2 separate regions of the Mus musculus genome follow, and region 1 is linked to region 2. A link is a contact called in public HiChIP or PLAC-seq data. All regions are on one chromosome and are shown on one strand. Each heading gives the region's core, a stretch centred on a gene start, on an enhancer-like site or on the middle of the called end of the contact. The rest is flanking DNA. Distances are from core to core; before and after follow the strand shown. Region 1 holds the start of Caprin2 (caprin family member 2). Region 2 holds the start of Etfbkmt (electron transfer flavoprotein beta subunit lysine methyltransferase).

Evidence for each region. HiChIP or PLAC-seq counts read pairs in DNA pulled down with a chosen protein or histone mark.
Region 1: a FOXA1 HiChIP or PLAC-seq map of pancreatic cancer cells shows a contact between it and region 2. The contact joins the promoter of Caprin2 here to the promoter of Etfbkmt in region 2. A contact is called at or near these places in 3 of 39 promoter capture datasets (hippocampal neurons, pre-B cells and stem cell-derived epiblast-like cells), 1 of 484 Hi-C or Micro-C datasets (embryonic stem cells), 2 of 115 datasets of contacts at active chromatin or transcription factors (memory CD8 T cells and pancreatic cancer cells) and 3 of 9 other capture datasets (adipose tissue, liver and pancreatic islet).

Annotation. Positions count from the first base shown.
Region 1 is chr6:148,893,179-148,898,505 of GRCm38.p6, forward strand. It overlaps Caprin2 (caprin family member 2), which reads right to left and starts at 3,059. Exons shown (of 19, transcript NM_181541.4): 1 at 2,840-3,059; 2 at 1,759-1,978. The coding sequence starts at 1,935.
Region 2 is chr6:149,138,511-149,143,333 of GRCm38.p6, forward strand. It overlaps Etfbkmt (electron transfer flavoprotein beta subunit lysine methyltransferase), which reads left to right and starts at 3,003. Exons shown (of 5, transcript NM_001252095.1): 1 at 3,003-3,194; 2 at 4,096-4,205.

The DNA.
Region 1 (5,327 bases), core at 1,809-4,308, 250 kb before region 2:
CTGGCTAGCTTATCTACATTAGCTCATGCTTGCATATACTATTATTACCTGTTGAACTGTGTGGCATATTCATAACAGTTAACTTTAGAACAGTAGTGCCAAAATGTAAAGCTATCTTTCATACAAAATTTTCTAGTTAAGAAAATATACAAGCCGGGCATGGTGGCGCATGCCTTTAATCCCAGCACTCGGGAGGCAGAGGCAGGCGGATTTCTGAGTTCCAGGCCAGCCTGGTCTACAGAGTGAGTTCCAGGACAGCCAGAGCTATACAGAGAAACCCTGTCTCAAAAAGCCAAAAAAAAAAAAAAAAAAAAAAGAAAGAAAAAAAAAAGAAAATATATAAAATGGGCTAGGGAGACTCAGCAGTTAAGAGTGCTGACTGCTGTTTCAGAGGACCCCAGGTTCAATTCCCAGCACCCATATGGCAGCTCACAATTGTCTGAAACTCCTGGATCTGACACCATCACAGACATATATGCAAACACCAATGCACATAAAATAAAAACATAAATTTAAAAATAAAACTCATAAAAATAAAATTCATCTATTAGCCACAAATTCATGACATAAACCACTATACTATACCACAAGCATTTTGCAGATTCTTCCTATACTGGTTTTCAGTCTTAAAATGCTTTCCTAGAAGGTGAAAACAAAGGCACTGGTCTAGCATACAGGCATTCAGAATTAAAGAGGTGGTACTAGGCTGGATAATACAGGAATACACATATTTCTGCTCTGAGGAAAAACATCAATGAATTTCCACTAATAGACCTTGCACTGACTAGTTCTCAGAGCTAAGGAACTTGTGCTGACCCAGGAACAACTTAGTAATCAAATGCCAAAGATGTATGGAAAAAGATAAACAGAAACAACTACCAGCCAGGGCTTCAGCACTAATTTCCAAAGCAAGGGAAGTACATATACCTCTCCACTATAAAATCAAAAACAAAAAACCTACCTGCCAGGCGGTGGTGGCTTGCCTCTTTATTCCCAGCACTCAGGAGGCATAGACAGATCTCTATGAGTTTGAGACCAGCCTGGTCTAGAGAGAAACCCTGACTCAAAAAACAAAAACAAAACAACCTTCCTAAGGTTTTACTAGGTTTTCAGCACAATATAGATCCAGATACTTATTCAGCTTTATCTGTCAAATGCAGATGAGAATCTCGACCCAACAATGCATCCCAAAGAACTGGGATGACTGGATCACAGGCTAAATGACTCAGGAAGTAAGAAATTATCTAATCTTTACCATACAACTAACTGTGATGTTAGGCTAGTAAGAATCCAAGTCTCTTTACAAAGCTGTCTACAATACTTTCACCAATCTTAAACTGGTATCTAGCAGTGGGGAAAAATAATAAATGCTGAAACACTTTCTGGCTCATGGTAAAATGCTTCCAGAGACTGCAGCAGCCATACTGCTGTATCACTTGCTACAGTCACAAGGAAAACGAACTAAACTATCAAGCTATTCCTTATCTAAGCTACAATAATATAACTCAAGAAATGCATCAGACCTATAATAGCCAACTCTTCAAATATTTCAAAAGCAATGTGTGAAGAATAGTTATTCAGCTGTGTCGGCAAACAGAGCAAACATTTAGCCTGGATGCTTAATTGTTCCCAGGCAACTAAGTCTCAAGGTCGATTAAACTTGCAAGAAGATCTATGTTCTCTGATATAAAGAATGTCGAATCCTTAACCTGGCTTATGGTAATGCACACTCAGGGATGGGAGGGGTAGAAAGGTTACCTTCTTCTTCTCGATGTTCCTAATTTTGTGTTTAAGGCATATAAGTCCATTATCAATATAGGTTTCATATGCCTGGGAAGGAGATGCAGCAGAACTGAGAGTAGACTGCAGGGGGCTCAGAGCCCGCTGGTTTTCCCCTTGCTGATCCTGGTTCACTTGGGACTTGGCTGACTTCATACTTCCCACTTTTCCCTCCTCTGAATGGCCGGCCTGAAGGTGACTGGTAACCGAAAAGGGATGGAGAGAGTTGCACCACTGAAACAGATGAGGCTAAAGGATGGGGGCAGGAGGAGTTAAGTACCAATGTAAACTAAAGGTGCACAACGAGGAGCTTCTTTAAAATGAAATGAAGTCAAAACATAACGTTGATTCAGACAGCGTACTTCCACTCCCCTACTAAGGTTAATTGACACAAGCAATAGCCAATAAAGACAGTCTATACGTAGGCAAAATTTACACTATAGGAATGTTTCCAGAAGTTCTATTCCCCACATGGAGAACTGCTAAGCAAGCGGAAGGCTTCTGATCTCATTCTGAATAATTTCTATGGTCGGGGGCGGAGGGTGAGGGTTGCAGCCACAACTTCAAGCTATCTCAAAGTCTACGTGAACCAAGTTTCTTGTACTAAATGACAACACTCTTTGACTGTCCAGGACCTAACCAAGTGCATCCCCCTGGACACTGCTGCCAAGTCTCACAAACTGTACGCCGAGGTGGCTTCCAGTTGTGTTTACAGTAACTCACAATCACTCACTCCTATACTGGCAAGCCTTCCGCTACCCGCACCAAGGAACCGGGAAACCAAGGAGTCGGACACTTCAACTCTATTCAGAAATCCTGCCCGTAAGGAGCAAGACCAGAGCTAGACAGCCCCTGGACACCATTGCTCGTTCAAGTGCCCCAAGGGCCCGAGTAGAGGAGCCCCAGTCAGGGTCACAGTCTAAGGGCCCACGCAGCCCACCAGACGCAGAGCGCTCTGCAAAGCCGCTGAGAAGCCCGACCCCAGAATGCTGGGGCACCACGCTTCTCCACCCCGCCGCGGCCGCGCAGACCCACCCACCCCGCCGCCGTCCTGCTTCACCTCCCCGGCTGCCTCCGAAAGCGCGCGGGAGTCCTGCGCGCTGCAAAGTGGGCGAACTCCACCCCGCACTCCCTTCTCCCCCCGCGTCCCTTCCTCCCGCCTCAGCTTAGCCTGCGGCCACCGCCGACAGTGCACCCAGCCAACTCCGCTGCTCGCGCCCAAGCTGTCCCCCTCAAGGCGCGCGCAACTTATGTAGGCCGCGCACGGCGCGACCACGCCCAAATCCCGCCTATTTCCGGTCCTCTGCCCCGCCCTCTAGCACGCGAGCTCCCCTCGGAGGCTTCGCCTTCCGGTGTCCCCTCCCACTCCCCTCTCGTGCGCTAGACCACCACAGTCCGCCCTTTTCCGGTACCCGGGACCTGCGAGGGACAGGTCCTTTCCGGTGCCCCTCTCTGCAAGCCTGCGCTTGGCGCGTACCTTCCCTGCGCTTCTCTGTTGCGCCTGAGGCTGGTGTGAGATACTGCACCTGGTAGCATGGATGGGCCCGCTTGTTTCAGCCAGCACTGGTGCAGATGATTTCAATTCTTGGAAAAGAGGCAGCAAGTCCTGCGCAGAATGACCAGATAAGCCAGCCTTCAGGCTCTAATGGTTTAAATGGGCACTTCTAAAATACAAGAGCACCCTTGCCCCACAGATGATTTTTCATTGTAGAATGAGTCAGAGGACTCAGCCTGTAAGAGCAGCAGAGTAGATGACTGCAGCCTTTGTAGTAGGAGGGTATGCGCCAAGGCTATGTGTCGCTATGAAGCAATTCATTTCATTGGCACTAAAAGAGTTGTTAAAATTATTTGTTGGGCCGGGCAGTGGTGGCGCACGCCTTTAATCCCAGCACTCGGGAGGCAGAGGCAGGCAGATTTCTGAGTTCGAGGCCAGCCTGGTCTACAGCGTGAGTTCCAGGACAGCCAGGGCTACACAGAGAAACCCTGTCTCGAAAAAAAGAAAAAAAAAACAACAACAAAAAAAAGTTATTTGTTGGGTTGCATAAAGTTAACAGAAAACAGGAAGAATGTCAGCTTCTGAAGGACTGGTGGTAGTTCCTGTATCAAATGAGGTTTTAGGGGTAGATTACTCCCTAATACCAGGGAGGCAGGAACAGACCTAAACAAAAAACACTACCTCATAAACTAAATAAAATAATAAAGTTAATAAATTAAAACTTGTGCCCAAGTATTTTACCAAATAGAATTGGTTTTAAGTCCTATCCTTGAGGCAAGGGTAATTATTTAGAACAGGGCAGTCAAAAGCATAATCAAGTAAATAAATGGAAAGTCTGGACAAGACCACCCAAAAATCACCTTGGCTTTGGCACTTCTTGTTACCTATTACATGTTTACCTGCATGTATGTTTATGTACATGGTTGCCTGGTTCCTGCTGTAGGTCAGAAAAGGGTGTTGGATACCCTGGAACTGGAGTTATAAACAGTTGTGAACCACCACGTGGGTGCAGGGAATTGAGCCCAGGGAGGGCCTGTGGAAGAGCAGCCAGTGCTCTTAACCACTGAGTCATCTCTCCTCCCTGTCCTATTATGTTCTTTAATGTTGTATTTTAGCTTTGAATCTCTGAACTATACCTGCAACTTGAATATTAGACAAACACTATGTTGTCTGTTTTCCTCATTTATAACTAGAGAAAGAACAGGCTGCTGAACTGACCAATAGACTTACCTTTTGCCACACAGAGTGGCCATGAAGCCTGTGATGAGCACACCTTCAGATAACTGAACTGACACATTTATATTTGCATATGCCTTTGTTGGCCTATGCTAATAATGAACCCAAAAATAATATTTCCAACCAGGGGTTGTGGCACATACCTTTACAGGCACACAACTCCCAGCACTCAAGAGGCCGAGGCAGGAAGATTATAAGTCTGAGGATAGCCTGAATCTCCAGATTTACCATAACTATCATTTGGGCCATTAGATTGAGATATAATCCTAACTACTCAATGGGAGAATTGCTAATAAATCTGTTAATTTATTTAATAACATGGGACATAGGCTGAATCAAGAGAAAATACAAAAGCACAAATAATTAAATTTCAGTTGCAATAAGGGTATAGTTTGTATAAGCTTGTAATAACACTAGTAAGAGAATACCCCCACAATAATGTTGCAGCAGTGTTTTCTGAAAATTAAAAAAGGAGAATGACATACACACACAAAAAAGGAGAATGAATTGGGAAAAACTCTCAACTTTTCATGCCAGCTCTTCAGCAGCCGAGGCAGGAGGATCACGAGATCTAGACCAGCTTGTACCACTTAGGTACAAAACAACAAACAGAAGAGAGGGGCTCACGGGAGTGAGGGTGGGGTACAGTGGTAGATTGCCTGCCTAGCATGTATGAGGCCTAGGATTCCATCGTCAGCACAACAGAATTGTAAATATGAATTTTAAAATAGGGCTGGAGAGATGGCTCATCGGTTAAGAGCACTGACTGCTCTTCCAGAGATCCTGAGTTCAATTCTCAGCTACCACATGGTGGTTC
Region 2 (4,823 bases), core at 1,753-4,252:
CCCTCCTGCTGAGGTACATTTCCGCTGCCCCATTTCTCCTGCTGAGAAGTACTTCCCTGTTACTCAGAATGTTTCCCTGTCGTTCTCTACACAAGGTTCTCATCTCTCTCTACCCCCCAATTTGGTTCTTAGGAGAAGGTCCCCTCAAGACCCTAGAATAACTGGACCTGCTGGACGGGTCAAACTGCTAATCTTGTTTTGGCAGCTGCAGGCTTAGTCTGGTCTTTTTGACAAAAAGATAGACTGAAAGCTACTCATTATGAACCAGTCAGCAGCTGGACTACGCTCCTCCATAGTCTTCCCTTTGGGCCAGACTGAGGGCTATATGATCTCCCCCACAACAACTTGTGTAATTGTAAGTGGCTTTTGTGTGCTTGTGTAACTTTTTTTCTTCTTATGTAATCGTCATCTCCGGGGCTTATTAACTGTCTGCTAATGTAGGCCTAGTCCTGGAAGCTTCTAGCCTCTCTGTACAATCTTATCTAGGCCTAGAATGTTTTCAGCCTCTGTCTTAAGGTTTCCATGGCTATAAAGAGACACCATGACCAAGGTAACTCTTATAAGGGACACCATTTAACCGGGGCTGGCTTACAGTTTAGTCATGGCAAGAAGCATGACAACAGGCAGGCAGTCATGGTGCTGGAGGAGGAACTGAGAGTTCTGACTAAAAGTTTGATAACCAGCAGAGAACTGTTTTTCAGGCAGCTAGAAGGAGAGTCTCAAAGCCCAGCCCCACAGTGACATACTTCCTTCAACAAGGTCACACCTCCTAATAGTGCCACTTCCTGAGCCAAGCATAGTCAAACCAACACAATCTCTGATACTTGCTGCTGAGTTTTCATCGCAGGAAGACGTTCCACCTTGCTGGCAGGATCAAAATTGAGTTTCTGTTTCCAGGCCCCAGGTCCCAACTCCTGTCCTTATTCAGATGTTTCATGTTTGTCTGTTAACCAGTAAAGAATGTTAAGAAGGGAAGATGCTGCTATCCTGTTATCTAAACTGAGGCACACAAGTCATAAGTGTGCTGCCTGTCTTGACTTAATTGACTACATGCTGCTTGCCCACTTCTTTATTCCTCTGTCACCCTAAATTTCAGGTCAGAGTCCAGGAGGTGACCTGGCTGCAAAGGCTGACTCAATGACCCTGAAATCAGGTGACCTGGATAAGGCCTAGTCATCAGTGTTAACCTCCTCATTTAATCCCTTGTGTCAAAATATGATTGGTCAATGCAACAGTCCTCCCATTATCAGAAAGGAGCATACCATTCATTCGAGGCAAAGGATAATACATTTGGGGCTGTTACTTGGTATAATGGTGGTGTTCTCCTTACAGGCTCTTAGAGATTTTAGTTATGAACAGCTGGGAAATCATTAAAAGGAAAGCACAGGGCCCTGGACTAAAGGTTTAGCTCTGGTAGAACTATATATCTATCATGAAAGGACAGGATGAGAGGGTAAGTTATAAGTACAGATCTATCTATCATCTATCTATCTATCTATCTGTCTGTCTGTCTGTCTGTCTGTCTAAGGCAAGGTTTCTTGGTCTAGCCTTGACTGTTCTGGAACTGGCACTATAGACCAGGCTGACTTTGAACTCACAGAGATCTACCTGCCTCTGCCTCCTGAGGGGTTAAAGGCATATGCCACCACTGCCAGTCTCCGATTTTTAAAAATTCCTCCAACCCTCCCAACCCCCCATTTTTGAGATAGGATCTCACTAGGTCTGGGACTTGCTATGTAGATCAGGTTGGCCCTTATCTTACAGAGCTTCACCTACCTATACTGGCTAAATTCTGGGATTTGAAGCACATGTCACTACATCTGGAACTTTAAATTTTTCATTTTTAATTATGTGTGTCTGGGTATGTCTTCGTACATGAGTACGAAGTACCCAAGTAGGCCAGAGATATCAGATCTCCTGGAGCTGGGATCACAGGAATTGTGAACCACCCTATATGGGTCTGAGAAGAGAACTCAGATCCTAGGCAAGCACTATACATGTTCAACCACTGAGCATTTCTCTGGCCGCTAAATACAGATTTCTAAAGTTTGTATTACATGTATGTATTCTGGTGTGTGTGTGTGTGTGTGTTGGGGGTGATAGTCAGAGGACAGTTCTTCTTTCCTTCTACCATGTAGGTCCTGAGAAACTCAGGTTGTTAGGCTTGGCAGTGGGCCTCTACTCATTGAGCCACCTAGATAGAGTCCAGGTTTTGTTTCCCTTCCCTTCCCTCCCCTCCCTTCTCCTCTCCTTCCCTCCCTTTTCCCTTTCCCTTTCCCTTTTTCCCTTTCCCTTTCCTTTTGAGACCGTGTCTCATCTATCCCAGGCTAACTTCTAACTTGCTGAGTATGACCTTGAACCATCCTCTCCTAAGTGCTAGAATTAGAGATGGATCCCAGGGTCTCATGCTATATAAACATTCATAATAACTGAGTTACATCCCCAAGCCCCAAATCAGATTTTGACCAGGCATCTGAAGAACATTTTTCAATTTGTAAATTTAGATACAGCAACATGGTTTGCCATTTTCTTAGTTTGGGATGTTTTTCTTTCTTGTACATCATAGCAGATTTTCGGTAATGAAGGTGAAATGGGTTAATTTTGAAGTCTTGAGTTGAGGGGCCAGTGGAAAATTTAGTCATTAGAAAGTTGGATATAATAGATCCTGAACCTACAGGCTGAAAACAGTCTTACGTGTGACTTTATAATTATGACACACCGCAACTGAATGTCATAAAACTTTACTTGCCACTCCAGGTTCATACTCTTAACAGTATGCTTGGCATACAGTGCTAGCAGCATAAGTCCAGCAAGAGGTTTTAGAAATCAGAATTCGCAGACATGGCTCACACGAGTTGTGCAATTGCGCTTCATTCAGGTCTATAGGGTCTGACCTGAGGAGTCGCCAGGTTAGGGCTTCGGCGTTCCCAGTTGCCTTGGGAACCGAGGGACATCCAAAACAAAACACAGTTCGAAAGAGGGCGGAGCCGGTGCGTAAGCCCTTCGGTCCGGGCGGCCCCGCGTTCCGCGTCTCATTGGTTCCAAATTTCGCCGCCTTCACGTACCCACTACGCTGTGTAGTTAGAGCCACGGGCTCAGTCTTCCTCTCCCGAAAAAGGAGACCTACCGTACTTGTTTTTTTTTTTCTCCTGCACGTGAAGGGCGAGTTCCACTTGCTGATCGAATAAAGTCAGGTAAGGCCACAAGGACTGCACTACCCTTTAAAGTAGACTCCTGTCCTTTGTTTTGGAGGAAAGTAACGTGGTCACAACATTGTTTGGAGTTTAACCTTTTTGTTTGCTTGGCACAGAGTCTCAGGTTGTAGTCTCTGGGCTGCAATGTAGCCTAGACTGTTTCGAGTTAGAGGCAGCCCTGCCTTACTTAGCTTCCCAAGTAATGAAATTAGAGAAATGCCCTGCACTGTTTGCTTGTTTACGTACTTTATCTGTGTGTGCACGTGCGCCTGTGGAGGCCAGAATGTGTCTCCAGAAGCTAAGACATTGGAATCTGTGGACCTGTAGAAGAAAAGCAGCTCTCTTAATACCCGAGCCTTCTTTCTAGGCGGTTGGTTAGTTGGTTGGTTCGGTTCGTTTATTCGTTCATCCATCCATCCGGTCTGTCTGTCTGTCTTTTTGTAAAGTAGTAGTACAGGGAGGCAGTCCTACAGTGGGCAGATAGGAAGAGGGGCCATGGATGGGTAATAAAGGTGGAAAACTTTAAAGATGGTTGGCTTTTCCTCACCCACCTGACCCAAGACCAAAAAAAAAAAAGCCTGGCAATTTAAAAAGCCTTGTAGCTTTTTCTCCTTCCCATGCTGATGGCCTGGTTCAAAAAGTTCAAAGCCAGATCAGGGCAGTTTTTCAACCATTTTCTCATTCTTCAAAGTGACTCACACTAAATTAGGGGAGGAAACCTCTTCAGAGACTTCAAAATCAAAAACAACCCGTCCCCCCAATTCTCAAGAAGGGACTATTTTCAGCTACCCTCTGCTTTGCCGAGGAGGGGCTTTTTCTCTGCGTTTGCTGCATGTGTGTGTTTCTTTACCCCAATAAAAGCATTTCTTCAACATCTGATTCTGTCTGCTTCTGTCTTCAGGTTTTGATATTTCTCCACTGCTACCTGTTGAGCTCAGAAGTTTTTAAACTCTTGGCAGAGAAAACTGAATCCAATCAAGAACCTTTAGACAGTAATGCCAGTTCAATCAGGTATTACCGAGTACACAGACAGGGCTGACTTGAATTCTTATCATTGTTTCCTTTTTCCATGGAGATCTGCCTGCCTCTGCCTCCCAAGTGCTCAGATTAAAGGCCAGGAGTTTACTATTGTGCCCAGCCTGATGTCATTCCAGTAACATAATTTGAGTACCTACCTAGATTGGCTTTATAACTTCATAACCAAACTGCCAGTGCTGGGAAGACATGGTATCCTAATACACAGTAATTCCCATATTACTCTGCTGTAAACCTTAAAGCTCATATGGTAGAGTGCTTGCCTTGAATGCATGAAGCCCTGGATCTGACCCAAGCAACAATAAACCTTGGAGGGAGGAGGAACACTACAAATTTGATGTCTGTTTGGTCTACATAGTGAATTCCATTGCAGCCTGGGCTATGGTATAAGTCTATATTTTATTTGATGGATATGCTTTGCCTGCATGTGTATAAACACACTGTGTGTGGTGTGTGTGTGTGTCTGCTGCCTGAAAAAAGCCAGAGGAGGGCACCAGATCCCCTGGAACTGAAGTTATGATTGTGAGCTGCGTGTGGATGCTAGGAACCGAACCTGGGTCCACTGCAAGAGCATCAGGTGCTCTTTAACTGCTG